2 separate regions of the Oryctolagus cuniculus genome follow, and region 2 is linked to region 1. The links are chromatin contacts, called in public Micro-C maps. All regions are on one chromosome and are shown on one strand. Each heading gives the region's core, a stretch centred on a gene start, on an enhancer-like site or on the middle of the called end of the contact. The rest is flanking DNA. Distances are from core to core; before and after follow the strand shown.

Evidence for each region. A called contact is a pair of places that touch in the nucleus more often than the background predicts.
Region 2: a contact with region 1 is called in a Micro-C map of ear pinna, with 2.4 times the contacts expected there. The contact joins the promoter of WHAMM here to the promoter of RPS17 in region 1. A contact is called at or near these places in 2 of 6 Hi-C or Micro-C datasets (ear pinna and an unstated tissue).

The regions. Positions count from the first base shown.
Region 1 is chr12:101,428,978-101,432,941 of mOryCun1.1, forward strand. It overlaps RPS17 (ribosomal protein S17), which reads right to left and starts at 1,818. Exons shown (of 5, transcript XM_002721477.4): 1 at 1,573-1,818; 2 at 1,168-1,319; 3 at 912-1,017; 4 at 561-626. The coding sequence starts at 1,575. CPEB1 (cytoplasmic polyadenylation element binding protein 1) reads right to left here. Exons shown (of 12, transcript XM_070054565.1): 12 at 2,494-3,924. The coding sequence ends at 3,814.
Region 2 is chr12:101,685,073-101,689,036 of mOryCun1.1, forward strand. It overlaps WHAMM (WASP homolog associated with actin, golgi membranes and microtubules), which reads left to right and starts at 2,156. Exons shown (of 10, transcript XM_051834239.2): 1 at 2,156-2,875. The coding sequence starts at 2,270.

The DNA.
Region 1 (3,964 bases), core at 568-3,067:
TCCTGGAAGTGGCAGCGACAGCTCAAGTAGTCGGGCCCCCACCTCCCACATGCAAGCCCGGACTGAGCTCCTGGCCCCAGAATTTGGCCTGGGCCATCGCTGGCCGCTGCAGCCACACAAGAAGTGACCCAGCGGGTGGAAGCTCCAACAGAGTCACCAAGAGCCTGCTGGACCTCAGAGCCCAGGCCCCGTCACCAAACTATGGCCCTGTGCACGGCCTACCGGCACACACTGGAACCCAGACCAAAGGAGAGGTGGGGAGGACAGACAGAGCCCCGGGGCGCAATGACGAGAGCAGACAGGAGAGGCCGGAACCGAACCTTCCCGAAGCCACAGCAGAGGCCAGTGGGTCTGGGAATTACCACTGTGCAGCCAACACGCTCAGCGCCACCTTCAACAACCAACGAGCAGCCGACCCCCGTTACAGAGCTGTGGGTGGGCGCCCAACCCAGCCATTCCCTGGGAGCTGTGTGACCTCGAGCCCGGCTAAGCGGTGAGCTATTAGCACTAGGAGGAGGCTGCGGATGGCATGCGGCTCGGCGAGGGCAGCCAAAGCTTACCAGGAGCTTCAGCATTTCCTTCGTGTCAGGATCCACTTCAATGATCTCCTGATCCAGCGCGGAGACCTAGAGAGAAAGGCAGGCCCCGTACCAGTGAGAGCCGGCACCTCCCCTGCACGTGTCCCGCTGCCTGGTCCGTGTGCACAGGGGGAGCGAGCCGTGGGCGGGCAGGATCGAGTCCCCCCACAGGGGAAGTCGCTTCGGGCACTGCAGCACGGCCAGGCAGACCCCGGGAGGCCGGCATCAGCACTTATCCAATCAGCAGCGCGGGGCCGACCACAGGTGGGCACGCGGCGGGTTCAGGAACCCGCGTCCCCACCTGCGGGCGAGCCCGGGGCCCAGGGCGCTCACCTCGGGCACGTAGTTGTCTCTCCGCTCCCGCTCCTCCTCCTGCAGCTTGATGGAGATGCCTCTCACCGGGCCCCTCTGGATCCGCTTCATCAGGTGCGTGACATAGCTGCGCCAGACCCTCCGTGAGCGCGCCCGCGGGCGGCTGCAGCCCCGGCCCCGCACACCCCCGGCCGCCGGCCGAGCAGGTGCCGCCGCCGGCCCCGGCCCCGCACACCCCCGGGCCGCGCCCTCCGGCTCCCCGCGGGCCCCGCCTCACCCCGCGATCTTGTTGCGCAGCTTCTTGCTGGGGATGATGGCGATCTCCTCGCACACGCGCTTGTTGGTGTGGAAGTCATTGCCCAGGCGGGTGTAGTACTTCTCGATGATGACCCGGGCCGCTTTCTTCACGGTTTTGGTGCGCACGCGGCCCTGCGGGCGGCAGAGCACGGGGGTCACCCGCGGGCAGCGCTAGCCGAGCGAAGCCCCGGCGGCCGTGGGCTCGCGGGCCGGGCCCGCCCGGGAGCAGCGGAGTTGGGACGGACACTGCGGTCGCCAGCGGCTCCAGGTGGACAGGGTCGCGCGCGCACCCGGCCCAGGGTCTCCCCTCCGGGGTCAGGGATCACGGGGAGCTGTGGATGGGGGACGATGGAGCTGGATAGCGCCCTAAGACCTATACACCTACCATGTTGGCGGGTCCTGAGTGAAAGAGGAAACAGGAAGCACAAGAGAGGCCTATAAAGCGCAGGCCAGAAAGCCGCTTCCGCCCAGCCCGGGACGCGCGGAGCCTGCTCGAGCGCACCACAGCGGCCCCTGGCGGCGCGGGGCGGAAGTGAGGGCGGCGCACTGCCCGGGTGGGCGGGGCGACGGCGGCCCCGCCCACGGTGGGTGGGGCTCGTCCGCTTCCGCGCCGCGCTCGCTGCGCCGGCGTTCAGGGCGGCCGCGGGTCGGGGGTCGGGTGCCCTGTAGACCAGGAGCAGGTGACTCCCACACTCTGGGCAGTGTGGAGACGACTTCCAGTCCCTGAGAGGCAGACGGACCCACGGCCACGGAGACGTGTGGAAGTAGGGGGTGGCGCCCCCTCCCCAGCCATCGCAGAGCCCCGTCCCGTCCGGAGCGGCGGGCTGTGCCAGGCGCCTCGAGTGGGTTTCCGGCCCCGCGGTGGGCGCCTGAGGGAAGGGCGGGCCCAGCTCAGCGCCACAGCTCCCGGCCTGTCCGCCTTGGGACGCCCCCAGCGCCGGCTGCCCGCTGTCCGGCTCCGCACCCTCACCGGACAGGGCGGAGACGGCGGGTGGGTGAAGGGCGGCGAGTCTCACCCGGACAGAAGGGACCCCGCCCCCGAGTGGCCGGGGCGTCCTGGGCGAGGAGACCCCCGCGCCCCTCAGCCGGGGGCCTCAGACCCACTGCGTCCCCCACAGGCACCCCAGGCCGGCGGAATCCGCGGACCCGGCTCCCTCTGCCGCTCACCGGAGTCAGGACGGGACGGACCCAGGTTGGGGGAGAAGCCCCCACCCCCCGGACAGCTCCCGAAGCCCACGTGGTCCCGCCGCCACCCCGGGCGCCCCGGGGCCCCCACCTCAGACAGACACAGACACGGACCCAGGACTCTGCTGCAACGTGTTTATTATGTGCCAAAAAAACTACACCACAGCGTACTCCACGCATCTGTAGGCGAGTGCAGTCTGGCCCGCATATACTACAGTGAGGTAGAGACTTCACACACAGCTTCACAAAACCCACAGAGTAGCTGGGATCTGCGACAATGCGACAGCAGCTCAGCAGGGGGGGTCATGACACTGGTTCTTTGGCACACGGCTTCCCTAAGAGGGGCAAGTATTTAAAAAAAAAAAAAAAAAGGAGAGAGTCAAGTTTTCAAATTCCAGTAGCGGTTCAGTCAACTGCAACTGTGGCTTCGTACATTCCTCAAACGAGCCGTCAGAAGGGCACTGCCCGCTCTGGGAGGGGCCCGGGAGCCTTCGTCCACCCCACCGAGAAGCAGCCCTTTTTTTTTTTTTTTTAAGCTCAGTTACAAAAGAAAAAAGTCCTGTGAGTCTGTGATTAAAAACTTCTATCAACCCTCCCCCGACAAGTGCAACTGAAGAAGGTGCGAGAAACCATTTGAAACTATGTACAGCAGCCGCTCAAATGCCCTTTATCGGGTCCAGTTTCAAATAAAACAAATTTTTTTTTCTTGGTTGCAAACGCTTTGATTTGCAACCGTGTGAAACAGTGACCAGTAGTCCCCAGACACAAATTTGCTATAATGTTAAAAGCTGCCAGGAAAGAAAAAAATCTCTTGTTCCAAATGACTTAAAAACTGTTTTAAGGAGTGTAAAAAGGAACCGGTAAAAACCCTCGAGCGTAAAATATGAAATATGATTTTGGTTTAAATGAAGAGCAAAGTCTCCTTGTTGTTTACAGTAAAAAACACCAGCTGAACACTCAGTTTATGCCGTTCAGGTGGGGGTTAAATAAATGGAAAGGCACTGTATGGCAACTGCAAGGATGAAACCAATGAGACCTGCGCGTCATCACCATCAGTATTGCAAGGAATGTAAAAAAGCGCTTTAATAAATAAACCTCTAGATGCAGGCGTCCGTGTCAACACCTTCTGGACACAGTCTTGTATTTTCTTCTTGCTTTTCATCAGCAAAATGAGAAACTGAAATCTGGGAAAACTACAGAGTTGCTTGGAGGGCGAGCCAGAGGGTCCTTGCTCTGGCTCACCCCGGAAACAAAACCCGACGAAACTCATTGTGCATTAATTAGTGCAGAAACAAAGACAGATTCAGCAAGTGCAACGGTGACTATGAGTTCCCTTGTCCTCGGGAAGCCAGCTCCCTGGTCGCCAGTGGCAGGGTGGTGCCGGCCACCGCTAGACCTGCCAGCCTTGGGCGCCCCAGGCCCCCGGGCAAGCCCGGCTCCTCTAGCTGGCCTCTCGGTTCTTCTGGTTCCGCATCAGGGGGCTGTGGTGGCGCAGGCCCTCCATGCTGTGCCGCCAGTGCCAGCAGCTCCGGCAGAAGTACTTGAAGCAGACCTGGGTTGGAGGGACACAAGAGGAGAGGTCACGTCCACGT
Region 2 (3,964 bases), core at 906-3,405, 260 kb after region 1:
TGTCTCCTTTGCCAGGTGGTCGTCTTAAGCCTCAGTGTCTATGGGTCTTAAGTTTCTGTGCTGGGTCTTGGTTCCCTTCTCTTGAAAACGAAGGGTTCGAACACAGACCCCATTTAAACAGGCTGGCTGGGAGCCAGGGGTGGTGGGTGGTCAGGGGTGAGAAGGCAGAAATATCTCTGTGTGTTCTCATCTCCCCTCACCCACCCCAAATCCTGGCCCACAGCAGACACTCAATATAAGTTTGTTGAATTGACAAGAATAAATAGATGGTTTCTACCCATTATACAGACCCTTAATAAATCCTGCCTTTAATTTAATGTGTGATGCTCCCGCACACTGTGACATTCTTGGGGGACAGGAACTCCATATTTAAAAGGGACCTGAGGATGGTGTTACCGGACCAATAATCAGGCCCTTGCTTCTCCATGCTAGATAACCAGTCCTCCAAAGAGGAGAGGTGGTAAGAAAGGGTTTACTTCAAGAATCCAGCAGCAGGTGGCTGGTGAGTGCCCGCTGCTCCTCTTCCAATCCAGCTCCCAGCTAATGCACTTGGGAAAGCAGCGGAGGACGGCCTGGGTGTCTGGGCCCCTGCCACCCACGTGGGAGAACCAGATGGAGTTCCAGGCTCCTGGCTTTGGCCTGGTCTTGTCATGGCTGTTGTGGTCATTTGAAGAGTGAACCAACAGACAGATCTCTCCCTCTCTCTCACTGTCTCTCCCTCTCTCTAATTCTGCCTCATAAATAAATAAATAACTTTTTTAGAAAAAAAAAAAGAAGCTGGCAGTTTTGGGGAAAGAGGGATATGTGGATCTGGAGTAAGCTTTTCCTCCAAACAAACCTTCAAAAATGCTTTTCAAAGAGACAGGGTTAGCTGCAGGGGAGGTCAGGAAAATACCGTGAGTCCAGTCAATTGACAATTGGGCAGATTTTCAGGCCTCGTTCTTCTGACAGTCTGGGAAATTCAGGGTGTCAGCCAGGTGGAGGTGTCTTGACCATGGAGCACAGGGCTTCTCTGAGAGCCAGATGTGAGGTTTGCCATTCCAAGTCATCTGCTTTCCTTCTGAAATTCTTATTTGTTTGTTTTTTTTTTTAAAGATTTATTTATTTGAAAGGCAGAGTTACTCACAGAGAGAAGGAGAGGCAGGGAGAGACACAGAGAGAGGTCTTCTATCTGCTAGTTCACTCCCCAAATGGCCACAATGGCAGGAGCTGTGCCCATCAGAAGCCAGGAGCTTCTTCTGGGTCTCCCACGTGGGTGCAGGAGCCCAAACACTTGGGCCATCTTCTACTGCTTTCCCAGGCCATAGCAGAGAGCTGGATTGGAAGTGGAGCAGCCAGGGTTTGAACCGGTGCCCATATGGGATGCCAGCACTACAGGCAGCGAGCGGCTTTACCTGCTACGCCACAGCGCCAGGCCCTCATTCTGAAATTCTTATACAAACATTATTATTCGCTAAACTAGTCAGAGGTCATTCACAGTATCAGTAGTTGGCTTTCAAGATGCTGTCATTAGGATAAACATGTGAAAAGAGGGGGCTGGCAGTGTGCCCTAGTGGGTTAAGCCTCCGCCTGCAACACTGGCATCCCATATCGTCGCCAGTTCAAGTCCCGGCTGCTCCACTTCCAATCCAGCTCCCTGCTAGTGCACCTGGGAAAGCAGCGGAAGATGGTCCAGGTCCTTGGGCCCCTGCACCCACGTGGGAGGCCCAGAAGAGGGTCCTGGCTCCTGCCTTTGGGCTGCCTAGTCCCGGCCATTGTGGCCATCTGGGGAGTGAACCACATGATGGAAGATTCTCTCTCTCTCTCTGCAATTCTGCTTTTCAAATAAATAAATATTTTTTAAAAAAGTGAAAAGGAAGAGGTCTTTATTACTGTTCCGAAGAAGTCCAGTGTAGTGCAGGAGGCTAAAACAACAACGCGTCCATTTCACGAATTTTTTCCTACCCGCAACAGGTGCACGGGAACCGGAGGTGAGGCAAGAGCGGGACTTCCCAGGTCCCAGGCGGGTCGCGAGATTGACATTCCTGTGGGCAGGGTCCGAGGTGGACCTTCTGACTACTTCATTGGTCGTGGCGGACCCGCCCTTCTCTTACCCACCCAATCCCGGACGCGGGCTGGAAAGATCGCAAACACAGGCAGCCAATGAGAAGTGCCGAGGAAGCGACGCTGCGTTACTGACGCGAGTCAGGCTCCAGCGAACTATGCCGCGGGTCCGAAGGTCCCGTGGGCCGGGGCGAGCAGAGCCCGCGGGGCGCTAGCCGCGGCGGCCATGGAGGACGAGCAGCCCGACAGCCTGGAGGGCTGGGTGCCGCTCCGCGAGGACCTCTTCGCCGGGCCCGAGCGGCACCAGCTGCGCTTCCTCGTGGCCTGGAACGACGCGGAGGCCAAGTTCGCGGTGACTTGTCACGACCGCACGGCGCAGCGGCGGCGGCGGCAGCGGCCTGAGGCCCAGGCGGACCCCGAGCCGGACCCCGAGCCGGACCCCGAGCCGGCCGCGCCCCCGCCCAGCTGGGCCGGCCTGCTGTCGGCCGCCGCCCTCCGCGGCGCGCACCGGCAGCTGGCGGCGCTGTGGCCGCCGCTGGAGCGCTGCTTCCCGCGGCTGCCGCCGGAGCTGGACGCGGGCGGCGGGGCCTGGGGCCTGTGGGCGCTGGTGTGGCCGGCGCGCGCCGCGGGCCCCGGCGACGCGGCGCTGCAGGAGCTGTGCGGGCGGCTGGAGCGCTACCTGGGCGCGGCGGCCGACGGCTGCGGCGGCGCCACGGTGCGCGACGCGCTCTTCCCCGCGCAGGGCGGCGCGGCCGACTGCGAGGGCACGCGCGAGTTCCGGGAGCGGGCCCTGCGCGCGCGGTGGGCCGGCGCGGGCGCGCGGCTGCGCCAGGTAGGGCGCCCGGGGCTGAGCGCGGGGGGCTGCGGGGGGCTGCGGGGACAGGCGCAGGTGCACCGGGGCCGTCGCCTGAGGGGGCCGCTTAAGGCCCAGGACGCTGCGTCAGATCCAGGAGCTGGGCTGGGCCCCTCACCTTTGCCCTGATGATGGTGATAGGTTTAGAGAAACTAAGGGGAGGGGGCGAGACGGAAATCAGGTTCATTAATCTACAGCCCACTAAGAAGATCCAAAGTTGGGTGTGTTATTCTATACCCTAAATATGTCCTTTTTTTTTTTTTTTAGTTTGAAAGGCAGAGTGGTAGGAAGAGAGAACCGTCTCTTGGTTTACTCCTCAAATGGCTACAACAGCAGGAGCTGGGCCGGGCTGGGAAGCCAGCAGGCTCTCTCAGGGTCCCCCACATGGGTGGCAAGGGCCCAAGCCTGTGAGCCGCCTTCGGCTGCTTTTCCCAGTCAGTTAGCAGGGAGCTGGATTGGAAATGGGGCAGGTGGGCTGTGAACCGGTGCCCATATGGGTTGCCAGGGTCCCAGGCGGACGCTCAACCTGCTGGGCCACCACTCCGGCCCTGGGCCTTTTCTTGTTATTAATGGGGACGATTTCTCTAGAGGTATAAGAATAATTCAGCTACATTTCCAAATCTTAATTATCTCCTCTTCAGCTAAACAGAGAGCCTTTTGAATTAAAATGACCACTAGAGCAGTATGTTAGCAGGGTGATTTTGTGCTCTGCTTAAAGATCTGAACGCTGTGTGTGAGTTGATTCTGTTTTTTTTTTTTTTCTTTTAACAGGCAGAGTTAGTGAGAGAGAGAGAGAGAGAGACAGAGAGAGAAAGGTCTTCCTTCTGTTGGTTCGCCCCCCCAAATGGCTGCTATGGCTGCCATGCTGCGCTGATCCGAAGCCAGGAGCAGGTGCTTCCTCCTGGTCTCCCATGGGGTGCAGGGCCCAAGCACTTGGGCCATCCTCCACTGCACTCCCGGGCCACAGAGTTGCAACGTCATGTAAGCTTGGTATTTGTTCCTGAGAGAGGAACAACCGGGACAGAATCTGGTGCCCCAACTGGGGCTAGAACCCGGGGTGCCGGCCCC